Regions from separate parts of the Mus musculus genome. Here all the other regions are linked to region 1. Evidence: chromatin contacts called from public promoter capture Hi-C data. All regions are on one chromosome and are shown on one strand. The core of a region is the stretch at or near the end of the contact, and the rest is flanking DNA. Distances in the headings are between cores, read along the strand shown. Region 1 holds the start of Pold1 (polymerase (DNA directed), delta 1, catalytic subunit). Region 2 holds the start of Zfp715 (zinc finger protein 715). Region 3 holds the start of Siglecg (sialic acid binding Ig-like lectin G).

Region 1 (4,434 bases), core at 726-3,225:
TCCTGAAGGACTTCACCTACAGCAAGGACGACTTCCACCGTGCAGGTCTGTGGAAGGCACTGACTTGGTCCTGGGGTTTCTGCCCCGTTGGCCCTCCAGGCCAGGCAGGCACTGGCAAGGAAAGATCATGTTTAGCGAGGCCAGATGCATCGTGTAAGAGGCACTCACAGGGTCTGTGTGGGGCGGAAGCCGGAGTAACTGTCACAGGCTGTCCTTCCTTCCCCTTTGAGTGCCCTGGGACCAGGGTCCGGTGTGAAGCTGGGCTGGGGCTGCTCTTGCAGGCTTGCAGGTGGAATTCATCAATCCCATCTTCGAGTTCTCGCGGGCCATGCGGCGGCTGGGCCTGGACGATGCAGAGTATGCCTTGCTTATCGCCATCAACATCTTCTCAGCCGATCGGCCTAATGTGCAGGAGCCCAGCCGTGTGGAGGCCCTGCAGCAGCCCTACGTGGAGGCGCTCCTCTCCTACACGAGGATCAAGCGCCCACAGGTACGGGAGCTGCCTGTTGTATATGAGCAGTCTCAGTATTGGGGTCCAGTGGCACATGTTGGGCACACTGAGCCTGGGGCCTGACCACTCAGGGTGCTGGCTTTCCAGACAAAGCTGGCTTTGCAGGACAGGGCCCCAGCAGGACCGACTTGCCTCCTCTCCCTGCAGGACCAGCTCCGCTTCCCACGCATGCTCATGAAGCTGGTGAGCCTGCGCACCCTCAGCTCCGTGCACTCGGAGCAGGTCTTTGCATTGCGACTCCAGGACAAGAAGCTGCCGCCCTTGCTGTCCGAGATCTGGGATGTGCACGAGTAGGGGCAGCCACAAGTGCCCCAGCCTTGGTGGTGTCTTCTTGAAGATGGACTCTTCACCTCTCCTCCTGGGGTGGGAGGACATTGTCACGGCCCAGTCCCTCGGGCTCAGCCTCAAACTCAGCGGCAGTTGGCACTAGAAGGCCCCACCCCACCCATTGAGTCTTCCAAGAGTGGTGAGGGTCACAGGTCCTAGCCTCTGACCGTTCCCAGCTGCCCTCCCACCCACGCTTACACCTCAGCCTACCACACCATGCACCTTGAGTGGAGAGAGGTTAGGGCAGGTGGCCCCCCACAGTTGGGAGACCACAGGCCCTCTCTTCTGCCCCTTTTATTTAATAAAAAAACAAAAATAAAGTTTGAGTACAAGCCATTCCTGAGCCCAGTGTGGAGAGGGTGGGCCATCTCTCTGCCCAGGTGACTGCGCTTGGTCTAGGTTCAGGCCACAGGGGTAGGGGTCGCTCCGCCGAAGACAGGTTATCTTCATACAGCATAGTTTGAGACACTAAGGCGGATGGAGGCCAGTGGAAAAGGAGAGGAACTTTAAGAGGAGGGTCTCAAAAGAACACTTCTTTTTTTTTTTTTTTTTTTTTTTAATTTTATTTATTTTATTATTATATGTAAGTACACTGTAGCTGTCTTCAGACACACCAGAAGAGGGCATCAGATCTCATTATGGGTGGTTGTGAGCCACCATGTGGTTGCTGGGATTTGAACTCCGGACCTTTGGAAGAGCAGTCGGGTGCTCTTACCCACTGAGCCATCTCACCAGCCCAAAAGAACACTTCTTAGGGCCAGGTTTTCAAAAGCTGAGGACTGCATCTGGCCATGAGTGTCATAAGTCAGGAAATGATTTGTGGGGCAACAGAAGTTATACAAGAACCTGGGCGTGTAGGGACTCTGAGGAAAACAGAAAAGAAGCTTGCTTCTAGCAAAGCATCAGGGTAGCATCCACTGTGGCAGTCTTCTAACGCTCCTGCAGTGGGCGCTCGGGGACCGCAGGCCAAACCCCTAAGAGCCAGGATGCTGGGGGCGTGTCCTTGTTCCGTTAGCGTCATGGGGCGGGGCCACTTGCGAGAGGCGTGGTTGTGGGTCCTCCAGAGTGGGACGTGGTTTGATCGCCCAAGCGGGCTAGGGGCGGGACCCAGCGGGCGCGCCGCAGCTCTGGGCCTGCGCGCAGAGGGTTCAGGGGTCACGGCGGCGTATCTTGTGGCGGGAAAAGCTGTTTGAGGCGGTAAGTAAGGAAGAAGAGTATGGGGCGCTCGGTCGCGCAGCTGACGCCTCGAGCAGAGTGCTCGCAGAATGTCTGCAGCTGGGGGAAGGATAGAGCAAGGCTGGCAATGCAAAGGACAGATCCCCTGGAGCTTAGGACCTGGGGTGCGCTGGACTGTCCGGGTGTGGGCTCAGCGGCGTGCACGCTAGCCAGGAGGGAGGGGCCGGAGGTGCAGGGCGTTGGTGCCTGTTCCGCTGTTCGAGAGACAAGGCGACGGTATCAGAAAGTCCAGCAAGAAGTAGGAATGAGCCGGGAATAGTGGCGCACTTTTATCCCCCGCACTCGTGAGGCAGAGACAAGCGGATCTCCGAGTTTGAGGCTAGTTTAGTTTACAGAGTGAGATCCAGGATAACCAGGGATACACAAGAGAAACCCTGCCTCAAAACCCCAAATTTTTTTTAAAAAGTAGGAATGGGAGGAAAAGTAATGCCTTAGAGCCTTTTCTTTTTTTCTTAGTGCGTGCGCTATGATGCGCACGTGGAGATCTGAGGACAACTTTGTGGCGTTGTCTCTTTCCGCTATGTGGATTCCCTAAGATCTAACTCAGGCTGTTCAGCTTGGCCAACAAGCTCAAATATCCATTCCGCTGTCACATCGGGCCCCATGTGATGCTTTATATACTAAATAGAACAAGCAAATTGATACTAGATGGGACAGTCTGCTTACCCAGTTTGGTGTTTGGTGGGGGAGGTGAGACATATCCCACAGTCCCAGAGCAACTGTCACTGCAGGGTCCCAGGGGAGGAGCCAGGTGTGAAGCTGGCAGTGTGTGAGGTACCCTGGGGAAAATGAATGGTTACTGTTTTAGTGTGCCACCATCACCACAGCGGGAGTGGGAGTGAAGACAGCTGTCCTGCAGGATGCTGCAGCTTCAGAGAGCATCCCTCTAGCGAGTGGGGCTTGCACCTGGGTCTGACTGTCCTGAGGGGAATGGGAACGTTGTGCCTCCAAGAACATCCCTGTCCGGGAAAAGGGGAGACTGAGGTGACAGAAGCAGTTTGTGGGAGTGGAGGAGCTTAAGGGGCCACCCCTCCAGGAGAGGTACAGGAATCCTTGGATCTGGCAGCCCTGGGAGAGGTGACATGAAACAATTGTTCAGCCTTTGGAGGCAGGAGGATGGCATGTTCTAAGCCTGCTAGGGCAGCTTGGTGAGATGATGTCTCAAAATGAATAAGAGAGCCAGGATGTAGTTAGTGGTACAGCCTAGAATCCCTCAGTGAGGGGTTGGGGTGGGACTCAGTATTGAGCCCTGCTGAGTTAAACCCCCAGACCTCTACTGGCTTTTGAGACTCAGGCTTTCTAGCTCAGACTTGGCTTTGAATTTGCCTTTGAGGCATACAGCTTGGATTATGGGTAATGGCAGATCCAGTATGGATTGGCTTATATCTGGGAGGTATGTTGTGAGTGACTTACTGGCGAAGCTACTGTTTGTCATAGCACCGCCTTCCCACTCTGGTCTGTGGGAGCCAGCTCCACTGCTTCCCCCGCCTCCTTCCGGAGCTGTGTGTGTGTGTGTGTGTGTGTGTGTGTGTGTGTGCGCGCGCGCGCGCGCATGCTTCCTGACCTGGTGATGGAGGGATGCTCATTTTCTGTGCAGTGCAAAGCCATGTCCCCATGTCAGTGGTCCTCAGTGGTGTCCTGCAGCTTTATTAGTGCAGCGCGTGAACTTGTGTGTTTGGTTGAACTGTTTGGAAGTTGTAGCTGGCATGATATTTCACCACCAGCACCCTACCCAGGGTCCCCTAAAAGCAGCATCTGCTTGCATCAGCACAGGGACCTGATCTGCCAGCTCGACATGGGGCAGTGCAGGTCCTGCCTGCCTTTCCTTGACTGGCTTCTCCTATACTTAGGAGACTGGCAGGGCACCTGCAGTCCCTACTCCAAACACAGAGCCTTACCCCCCAGCTTTTTAAAATCTGATCTTGCAATACAGTGTGGGGCTAAGCTTGAACTCACGATCCTCCCATCTAGGCTTCCCAGGTAACTAGCCGCAGGATAATCCTTTCTTTAGATGTCTTTGTCTTTTTTAAAATATAAAACAAAAGTAGAAGCAGGCCATTCCACGCCTTGATTTACCTACTAGAGACAAAGCCTCTTTGAGACCTTTCACATTATCGTATGGCTTCCTCATTTCTTTATACAGCTGCATAGTACTCCATTGAATAGTACTAAGGGACTCTTGAAACTGTCCCCCTGGGGAGGACATTTAGGTGGTTTCCAGTCCTTAGAGATTTTAAACAATGGTACCGGAAATAACCTTGTAAAATCAGGTTCTTCATGTGCCCTGACCTATTAGGGTCAACCCTTGCATAAGGAATTGCTTGCAGCTTTTAACACCTGTGGTTTTTGACTGAGGTGTG
Region 2 (4,434 bases), core at 1,034-3,533, 1.2 Mb after region 1:
TACATGTAATTTTTCTGCTGATGTTTGAATAAGCCAATAGTGTGTCGCTATGCTGAATTCCACACCCCTAAGCCCCTCATCCCATAAAAACCCCTAGCTTTCGAGCCTTGTGGCCGGCATCCGTTATCTCCTGTGTGAGATGCATGTCGGTCCGGAGCTCCGTCATTAAACTGCCTCATGTGTTTACAGCAGAAGGGATTCTCATGTTTCTTTGGGTGCGCTCTCTCACTCCTGAGACTAGAGTAGGGGTCCCCGAAAGGGGGTCTTACTGTGACACAAGACTGTAATGGAAACACTTGTGAGGTCAACACAGATAAATGGAGAATTTAAGTCCAGCCCAGAATACAAAGAAGCCCTGTCATTTAAAAAAAAAAAAAGTAAAGAAAAGAAAAAACTGGAAAATGGGAACAGAAAGAAAGAAAGAAAGAAAGAAAGAAAGGAAAGGAAGGAGGGAGGGACAAAGAAAGAAAGAGAAAGTGGGTAAGTGGGTAATGAGTTTGTCTAGTGGGTAAAAGTGCTTGCCTACAAACCAGAAGGCCTGAGTGCCAAAGATAAGTCACTGACAATTGTTATAGCCTGGGTCCTGAAAGCCCAACCAAGTTGGAATCTGACCAATTAAAGAGACAAATAGGGAAACAAACAGATAAAGGAGAAGTATTTAATTTATCCACCTTGAGGTTAGGAACAAGAGGCCCAGTATTACTATACCAAGCCTAAGAAAATTAAAAAAAATAAAATAAATAAAGTCTTGGGCTGGAGAGATGGCTCAGCGGTTAAGAGCACTGACTGCTTTTTCCGAAGGTCCTGAGTTCAAATTCCAGCAACCACATGGTGGCTCACAATCATCCGTAATGAGACCTGACGTCCTCTTTTGGTGTGTCTGAAGACAGCTACAGTGTACTTACATACAATAATAAATAAATCTTTAAGTGGGAGTGAGCAGGGGCGGAGCTGGAGGTCAACCAGAGTGAGCAGAGGTCCTAAAATCAAACTCCCAGCAACCACATGGTGGCTCACAACCATCAATACAGCTACAGTATACTCATATACATAAAATAAAGAAAGAAACCTTAAAAAAAAAGTCTTTAGATATTCCCAGATGCTTTCTGTCTTGGAAATCGAAAGTTTCTGTTAACCCATTAAAGGTTTTTTTTTTTTTCTTTCTCAAAAGCTTGCATAATTTAGGAAAATACAATTTTAAAACAATGGAGATCTATCTTGCCTAGTTTATCTTTCCACAATAGCAAAATGGGAGCTATGAGATTATATTCAGTTATGTAGCCCAGGTTGGCCTCAGACTCAGAGATCTGCCTTCCTCTGCCTCCAGAGTACTGGAATTAAAGGTATGAGCCAACTTCTTGATCAAGATTTAATTCTTTTTTTTTTTTTTTTGGCAGGATTTCTCCTGGCTGTCCTGGAACTTTCTCTATAGACTAGGCTGGCCTTGAACTCAGAGGTCTGCCTGACTCTCTCTACAGAGTGTTGGGACTAAAGACGTGTACCATCTCCACTGGGCAAGATATAAATTTTTATTTTATGTGTATGGGTGTTTTATCTGCACGAGTGTCTGTGTACCACTAGTGTGCTCGGTGTCTTTGGAGGTCAGAAGAGAGCGTCCGCTTGGAACAGGAGTTACAGATAGTTGTGAGCTGACGTGTGAGTGCTGGAATTGAGCCCTTAAGAGCAGTTTGGGCACTTACCTGTTAAGCTACCTCTCTATCATATCATCCCTTCTCCCCTGCAGAATTAGGTTTAAATAGAAAGCAAGAGGTATGTAACTAAGCAGTCTTACCAAGCAATCTTAGTTTGTGGCCCCTCGCTATCATTGTCTCCGACTGAAGTCTGTCCTGCAAAGTGGTCTAGGAAGTTGTCAGAACGGTGTGAAATCTGTTTTCCTGTGACAAGTCCCTGCTCTGACTGCCTCCTGGCTTCAGCACATCCTTTCTCCCATCATGGAATTTCTATTTCTGTGTTCCATTGTCTCAATAGTCTGTAGAGGAAGGGGCACAGAATGTCTCTTTAGACTATCATATTCCTGCCAGGCCTGTCACACCATATGGGAGACAGCTTTCAGACTTCCACTCAAAGGCGTTGCATTTAGCTGCCCGCCCACATGGAATCAAAGTTCCTGGATGGTGGCCTCCAACGTCCGGAGCTCACTCACGCCGCCACCACAGTTTCCAAGGAAACTGGAACCACCCGGTCTGCCATGCTGACTGCTGGCAGGCACACTCGGGTCAAAAGTGTTAGTGGGCATGCGCATTATTCTACTGGGCGTGGACATGTCCTGCCGGAAATCTAAAAGACACCGGAAATAGAGTGGCCGTGAAACCTTAAATGTTGTAGTCATTCGAGTGTTACTTCGCTGGCGGGTCCGCGAGGTGGTTTGGAACTTTTCCATCCGGGACTCTTCGGCTTCCGTGGGCGGAAGTCGCCGTCAGGCGTGCCGTGTGCAGAGCTCTCGGCCGGGCAGTGTGAGGTGAGTGGCGGCGGCGGCGGCGCAGGGGGTGGGAGGACGCAGTGCTGTGCCGAGCGCTGGTTTGTGCTGAAGGACTGGGCTGAGGCGGCTGCCGGGGCTCGTCAGATGGGGTGGGGGTCGCGTGGTGCGCTTTCACCCTGTTCCCGAGGGTTTCCCGTATCTTGGGTGTTTTGTCACTTCCCAATGTGCTCTCCTGTGGGTTTTCACGCAGTCGTCCATGAAAGTTGTCAGCTGAGGCCATTAGGGGGCGGGACTCAGTGAGTGGGCGCTGCACGCAGCGGGTCCCCGGGTGGGAGTCGGGAGCTTAAGGGCGAAGACTTTGAGGTGGCCTGTGCCCCACTCAAGCCGTGATTGGCGTAGGGGTCAGCAGAGGCAGCGATGGAGCCTAGGGCGGGAGTGGGATGCTTGTGAGGGCGACTCTGGTCGTTAGTGTTGGCGTGGCCAGTGACTGTGGCTTGATTCCGGTTAGCACTATGTGAAGAAAATCCCGTCGGCTTGACCAAAGTAGCAAGTGTCAAGACCACAGGTGTCGGAACTGCGAGTGCTCAGGCTCTCACGGATGAGGGAGGGAGAGAGGGAGGGAGGGAGGGGGTCCCACGCTTTGCATGCTGCCTAGTTATCTAGGCTGCTGAGCTCAAGAGATTTCTTCTAAGGTCCGTAAAAGTAGGGAATCTTGTTTTATGGGCTGCTTTTGGGTCTCCTTTTCCAACTAATTCGTTCCTACCTCTGGATGACCAGCATTATTGAAGGAATGATCCCAAATATTAAAAACACTTTCACTCTTTGGGGCACATTAGAGTCATACTTGGGAATCCTTTGGACATTATGTGCATCAGTGCTTGCCTGTCTTTGGGATCCTATACAGACGTTAAAGATCACTGGTTGGCAGTTGACCAAAATAATATTGGGCCGTTTTATTTGTACCCTAATGTTTGTGTTGATTTGGAGTGCTTAAAAAACTGTGTATTGGTCTGAGAGGAGTAAGTAGCTCATATCTTTAAATCCCAGCACTAATGGGGCCCAGGCAGTGAAAGTTAAAGGCTAGCCTGGTCTACATAGCAAGTTCAGGATAGCCAGAGCTAAATAATAGACCTTGTCTCAAATACAGACACACACACACACACACACACACTTACACATGGGAGCGGGGGAGGGGGCACACAGACAGACATGGAGTGGGGGAGTGAGGATTGGATAAGCCTGTTTTTCTTAATGTGTCTGTGTAGACGGGGAAATGTCTAGAAACTCACGCTACAATCAAAATTGGCTGTCATCCTGAGCGCTTTGTGCAACAGGAAACAGGAATGCTGTTTTTAGATGCTGACTACAGAAGGGACTGCATAGATATGGTGGCCAGGGTGTTCCTTAGAATGAAAACAGCTCGAATATGTACCCCTGTTCTTCTATTTAGTGACCTACGAGCAAATCAAGCAGAGTAGTAATGCATATGTGTAGCTAAAAAGTTTGTTTGAAATGCAATCAAAATTAAGTTGGCAACGTACTGATTTTTTGTAAGTATTTTACTTCCTTTCAGGCAGGTGCTGAGGGCTTAGTGAGCCTTCCCTAGCATGGCATTCTGGATCCCTACAATAAGCACCTATGTACTCATTTTGTAATGACTAAGTTAGTTAGCACATTGGTTTTCTACTAGTTAACATGTGAGTGCTGCAGTGTGTCCTTCCTTCCTAATGGATGGTTTTTTAATTTTTTGTTTGTTTTCTTTTGTTGTTTGTTTTAGAACCCAGACTAATAACAAGAGCAGGGCTTTTATGTATCCTCTACACTGCCTACACCTGTTCTTCCATATAGGCCCTCACCAATTCATGGTCAGATGTTTGGTTGTTGTCTTTTAGTGATTTCCGGTGTCTCTGAGACCACTGCAATCATTCAGGCCTAAGGATTTCCTTCTGTGCCACAGCTAGCCCTTCTTCAACGTCCATGACTCTTGAGGGATT
Region 3 (4,434 bases), core at 846-3,345, 1.1 Mb after region 1:
AGGGTACAGGCACACCCGGGATGGTGTGCCCTCCTCCGCTTGATTTTGAATGTATGTGGTGGACATGCCATGTGTGTATGGATGCACACATGTGCACATAAGTGTGTGGGGGAGCCAGGTACCTTCCTGAATCACTGTCTACATTGTTTAAGGAGGCAGGGTCTTTCATTGAACTCAGAGCTTGCTAATTGGGTAGCCAGTCTAGCTAGCTCACTTGCCTTGGGGATCACTTGTCTCTGTCTCCCAAAGTGATGAGGTTACCAGTGGGGCTACCATGCCTGACTCGCTTTTATGCATGCTCTGAGGGTTCAAATCCCATTCTCCACACTCGTGTGTCAAACTCTTTTTTTTTTTTTTTTTTTTTTTTTTTTTGAGACAGGGTTTCTCTGTGTAGCCCTGGCTGACCTGGCACTCACTCTGTAGACCAGGATGGCCTCAAACTCAGAAATTCGCCTGCCTCTTCCTCCCAAGTGCTGGGACTAAAGGTGTGCACCACCGCGCCTGGCTGTGTGTCAAACTCTTTATCAGCCTACTCATCTCCCCAGCAACCTTTGCTCCATTTATACAAGATCATGGATTCTATCATGTATATATGTTACATAGCCAAGGATAACCTCGAACTCCTGATCGTCTTGCTTCTCTCCCTCCTAAGGGTTGGAGTATAGATGTGCAACCACCACCTCCCGTATATGTGCTGCTGAGGATGGAACCCAGGGCCTCGTGCATGCTGGGCAAGCACTCTACCAACTAAATGACATCCCCACCACACCTCCGTGAACCCTCCTGAGCATGGAGTTGGGGAATTCTCTACCTCCTACCACCAGGACAGCCCAAAGCACCATACCATACTCACAGGCCACTCTTAGTCGGACAGTCCTTTGTGTGCTCATTCTAGAGAAGTCCAGCTGACATGTGAGCTCAGTATCATGGTGTTGAAGTCCTGGGATAAAGCTCAGAACTGAGTAATTGGATGTGTGCGGTCTGCTTTCTTGGAAGGAGACAGCATCCCCCATCCAGGAGAAAGAAGGAGCTGGGCATTGGTTGAAGGTCCAGGAAAACAAGCAGACAACGGTCACTGGCTCCCCAGGCTCCAGGACCTCAGGAATGAAGATATCTGGCTTCTGAGTCAGGGCTAAGGGAGAGGATACCAATCCTGTGACTCCAGCGGCTCCTCCCAGAAGTAGTCTTCTTTGCATCACAGTTTATCTTCCACTGTCCCTCCCCCAGTGAGAGACCAAGGTTCCCTGCTATGTCTACAACTCTTACCTTCCACTTGTAGCCTGAACTCCTCCTTGAAACTGAATCTCTCAAATCCTCTCTCCATCCGGAAGAAATAGTTTGTTGAGTCTCCCCACTGAACATCTTTGATTAGCAAGGAACAGTTCTTTTTAGAGATATCCCCCAAGAGCTGGAAGCGCCCTCGGGCTTCCCATTCTAACACTTTATCTTTGTTATTTGTGGCCACTGGAAATGAAAGTGATGGTTTTCTGATGCCTTTGAACCAGTAGCCATAAAGTGGGGAACGGTTAAGCCATTTTCCCTCAGGGGAGGAGAAGGAGCAGGGCACGAAGATGCACAGACCCTCCTGTGCCTTCACAATTCTCTGCACCTGTAGGAAGTAGCTCTCCATCTGACCTTGAGGCCCTGTCGGAGACAGAGGCATAAGCTTTAGCCCCAGCCCCAGCCCCAGCCCCAGCCCCAGCCCCAGCCCCAGCCCCAGCCCCAGCCCCAGCCCCAGCCCCAATTTGAGCCACTCTGGCCTTGGACCCACTCACCATCCAACAGGAAGGACAGCAGGAACAGCAGCAGTGACATCGTGGCCTTAGGGGGATCTTGGACTTGCACAAGTTGGCCTCCTTCTCAGCTGGTCTGTGTTTGATTGGAGTGAGAGAGGAGGGGAAATGTAGGCGGAAGCTGAGCCCTGGGTACCGGTGCAAGACAAACTGCAAGTTTCGAGCCCATTGCATCTCCCTTTCCCTCCACTCCCTTCTCCCCCATACCCACCTGCCTACTCCATGTTTTATGGAGCATTTGGCCCTTGGACATTTGCAACTGATCCTTCCCAGCCCTCTCTAGTGGCTGGGAGGGAGGGAACAGAGCTATGCCTGGCCTGGGGACCTTGCTGTGGGTGAATATAGGTTGGGGCTTTTCTTTAGATGCTAGGTCAGTAAGAAAGCAGAAGTAAGAGTTTTGGGTGGTGCTTCTTGAAGTGAGTCCTGGTGAGTGCAGGAGAGCGAGACCTCCTGGCTGATGTTCAAATTTAAAAACAAATAGGTAGTCACTATATTTCTTGGTATGAAATGTCTCAAATACTTTGTGAGTACTATTTACACTTAGAAGAGGAGGAAGAAGAGGGGGGAAAGAAAAGGAGGAGGAAAAGATGAAAAAGCTTGGTTTGTATGATGTTCAAATGTAACTGGATATTTCTCACTATGCTTTTTTTTTTTCTTTGCTTCATGCTAAATCAGAAAAATATAGACTGGTCTTCTACCCCTTCATCCTCCCTTGTGAGCTACTGACACTTTGAACTCTAAAAGTACCCACAGGCTTCAATACAATTCAACACAGTTCCCCGCTTGTCCTTCCTCTTCAGTCAGAGAACTGAATTTCCCACTTGTAATTTATGCGTTGATGAGGTTTCCCATATCTGGGGCTGACGATGTTACTAGGAACCAAGCAACCTAAAGGGTGCAAGGTGTGTATGTGTGTGTGTCTGTCTGTCTGTGTGTGTCTGTGTGTATGTGTCTGTGTGTCTGTGTGTGTGTCTGTCTGTCTGTGTGTGTCTGTGTGTATGTGTCTGTGTGTCTGTCTGTGTGTATGTGTCTGTGTGTCTGTCTGTCTGTGTGTGTCTGTGTGTATGTGTCTGTGTGTATGTGTGTGTGTGTGTCTGTCTGTCTGTGTCTGTGTGTATGTGTCTGTGTGTATGTGTCTGTGTGTATGTGTCTGTGTGTATGTGTCTGTGTGTCTGTGTGTCTGTGTGTATGTGTCTGTGTGTATGTGTCTGTGTGTCTGTGTGTATGTGTCTGTGTGTCTGTCTGTGTGTGTCTGTGTGTATGTGTCTGTGTGTCTGTGTGTATGTGTCTGTGTGTCTGTCTGTGTGTGTCTGTGTGTATGTGTCTGTGTGTCTGTGTGTCTGTGTGTCTGTGTGTGTGTCTGTGTGTGTGTGTCTGTGTGTACGTGTCTGTGTCTGTATGTGTATGTGTGTGTGTCTGTGTGTACGTGTCTGTATGTGTGTCTGTATGTGTGTCTGTGTGTGTGTCTGTGTGTGTCTGTATGTGTCTGTGTGTGTCTGTATGTGTATGTGTGTGTCTGTATGTGTATGTGTGTGTGTGTGTGTGTGTGTCTGTCTGTCTGTGGGTGTGTCTGTGTGTCTGTCTTCAAGTTTCCCACAGGCTCCTGTGTTTGAAGCTTGACTCACTGTGGTGCTTCTTTTTTTTTTTTTTTTTTTGGTTTTTTTGAGACAGGGTTTCTCTGTATAGCCCTAGCTGTCCTGGAGCTCACTTTGTAGACCAGGCTGGCCTCGAACTCAGAAATCCGCCTGTCTCTGCCTCCCAAGTGCTGGGATTAAAGGCGTGCGCCACCACAAGCTCATAGAACCTTTGGTTTGGGAGTGAAAGTTAACAGAGGTGGGTCACTGTATGTGTGTGGGGAGACCTCTGAGGGCTAACACTCTGCCCTGACTCCTTCCCACCCCTTGAGTTATGGCCAGCTGCCTCATGCTCTCAACATAGAAAGAAGCCAGTTGGTCTCCATACCATGCTTTTCTTATCGTAGTGGACTGTACTCTCTGACCTGTGAGTCAAAATGCTTCCGCCTTCAGGATCTGCTTACAGCAACATCTTCTCCAAGATGCTGCCCTCTTAACTGCTCTTTTTTTACTTTTACTTGTCGTGTGTGTGTGTGTGTGTGTGTGTGTGTGTGTGTGTGTGTTCGTGCATATAAGTGTAGCTGCCCTTGGAAGCCAGATGTGTTGGATCCTCTGGAGCTGTAGTTACAGGCAGTTGCGAGGTGCCTGGGAACTAAATTCTAGAACACTATGAGCTTTTAACCTCTGAGCCATCTCTCTAGCTTCCCTTACTTGTCAGTCCCAAAATGACTCTTTGAGTCATGCCAAAACTTGTGCTCATTATCTGCCTCTATGCATCCATGGACCAGGCACAATGCTTCATGGGAAAGAAGTACAACGGTGAATTCCACAAGGTGTATGACCTCAGGGCTCTCTGGCTTGATAAATGAAGAACTTGTAAAATTCAAAACCTTATAATCTGGGGGCGCAAGGGTAAGCATTCATGGACAGACCTTATGGAAGGAGTGGTCATTCTGGGTAGAAGGAAGTCACAAAGAGATGTCATGGAGGAAGTGACCATCAGATTTCCTGCCTGTATCCCTGTAAAAATAATCTTTTAACTATTTGAAAAATAATAATTTTTGATT

Evidence for each region. Promoter capture Hi-C pulls out the DNA fragments that hold promoters and counts their contacts.
Region 2: a contact with region 1 is called in a promoter capture Hi-C map of pre-B cells, with 3 times the contacts expected there. The contact joins the promoter of Zfp715 here to the promoter of Pold1 in region 1. A contact is called at or near these places in 3 of 39 promoter capture datasets (the C10 cell line, liver and pre-B cells) and 1 of 9 other capture datasets (adipose tissue).
Region 3: a contact with region 1 is called in a promoter capture Hi-C map of pre-B cells. The contact joins the promoter of Siglecg here to the promoter of Pold1 in region 1. A contact is called at or near these places in 1 of 39 promoter capture datasets (pre-B cells) and 1 of 115 datasets of contacts at active chromatin or transcription factors (large pre-B cells).

What each region holds. Positions count from the first base shown.
Region 1 is chr7:44,546,356-44,550,789 of GRCm38.p6, reverse strand. Pold1 (polymerase (DNA directed), delta 1, catalytic subunit) reads left to right here and starts at 1,975. Exons shown (of 27, transcript NM_011131.3): 1 at 1,975-2,035. It overlaps Nr1h2 (nuclear receptor subfamily 1, group H, member 2), which reads left to right. Exons shown (of 10, transcript NM_001285517.1): 8 at 1-45; 9 at 282-490; 10 at 659-1,174. The coding sequence ends at 805.
Region 2 is chr7:43,311,149-43,315,582 of GRCm38.p6, reverse strand. It overlaps Zfp715 (zinc finger protein 715), which reads left to right and starts at 2,283. Exons shown (of 5, transcript NM_027264.4): 1 at 2,283-2,479; 2 at 4,398-4,434. The coding sequence starts at 4,418.
Region 3 is chr7:43,405,941-43,410,374 of GRCm38.p6, reverse strand. Siglecg (sialic acid binding Ig-like lectin G) reads right to left here and starts at 2,095. Exons shown (of 12, transcript NM_172900.3): 1 at 2,005-2,095; 2 at 1,776-1,869; 3 at 1,267-1,644; 4 at 854-1,132. The coding sequence starts at 1,815.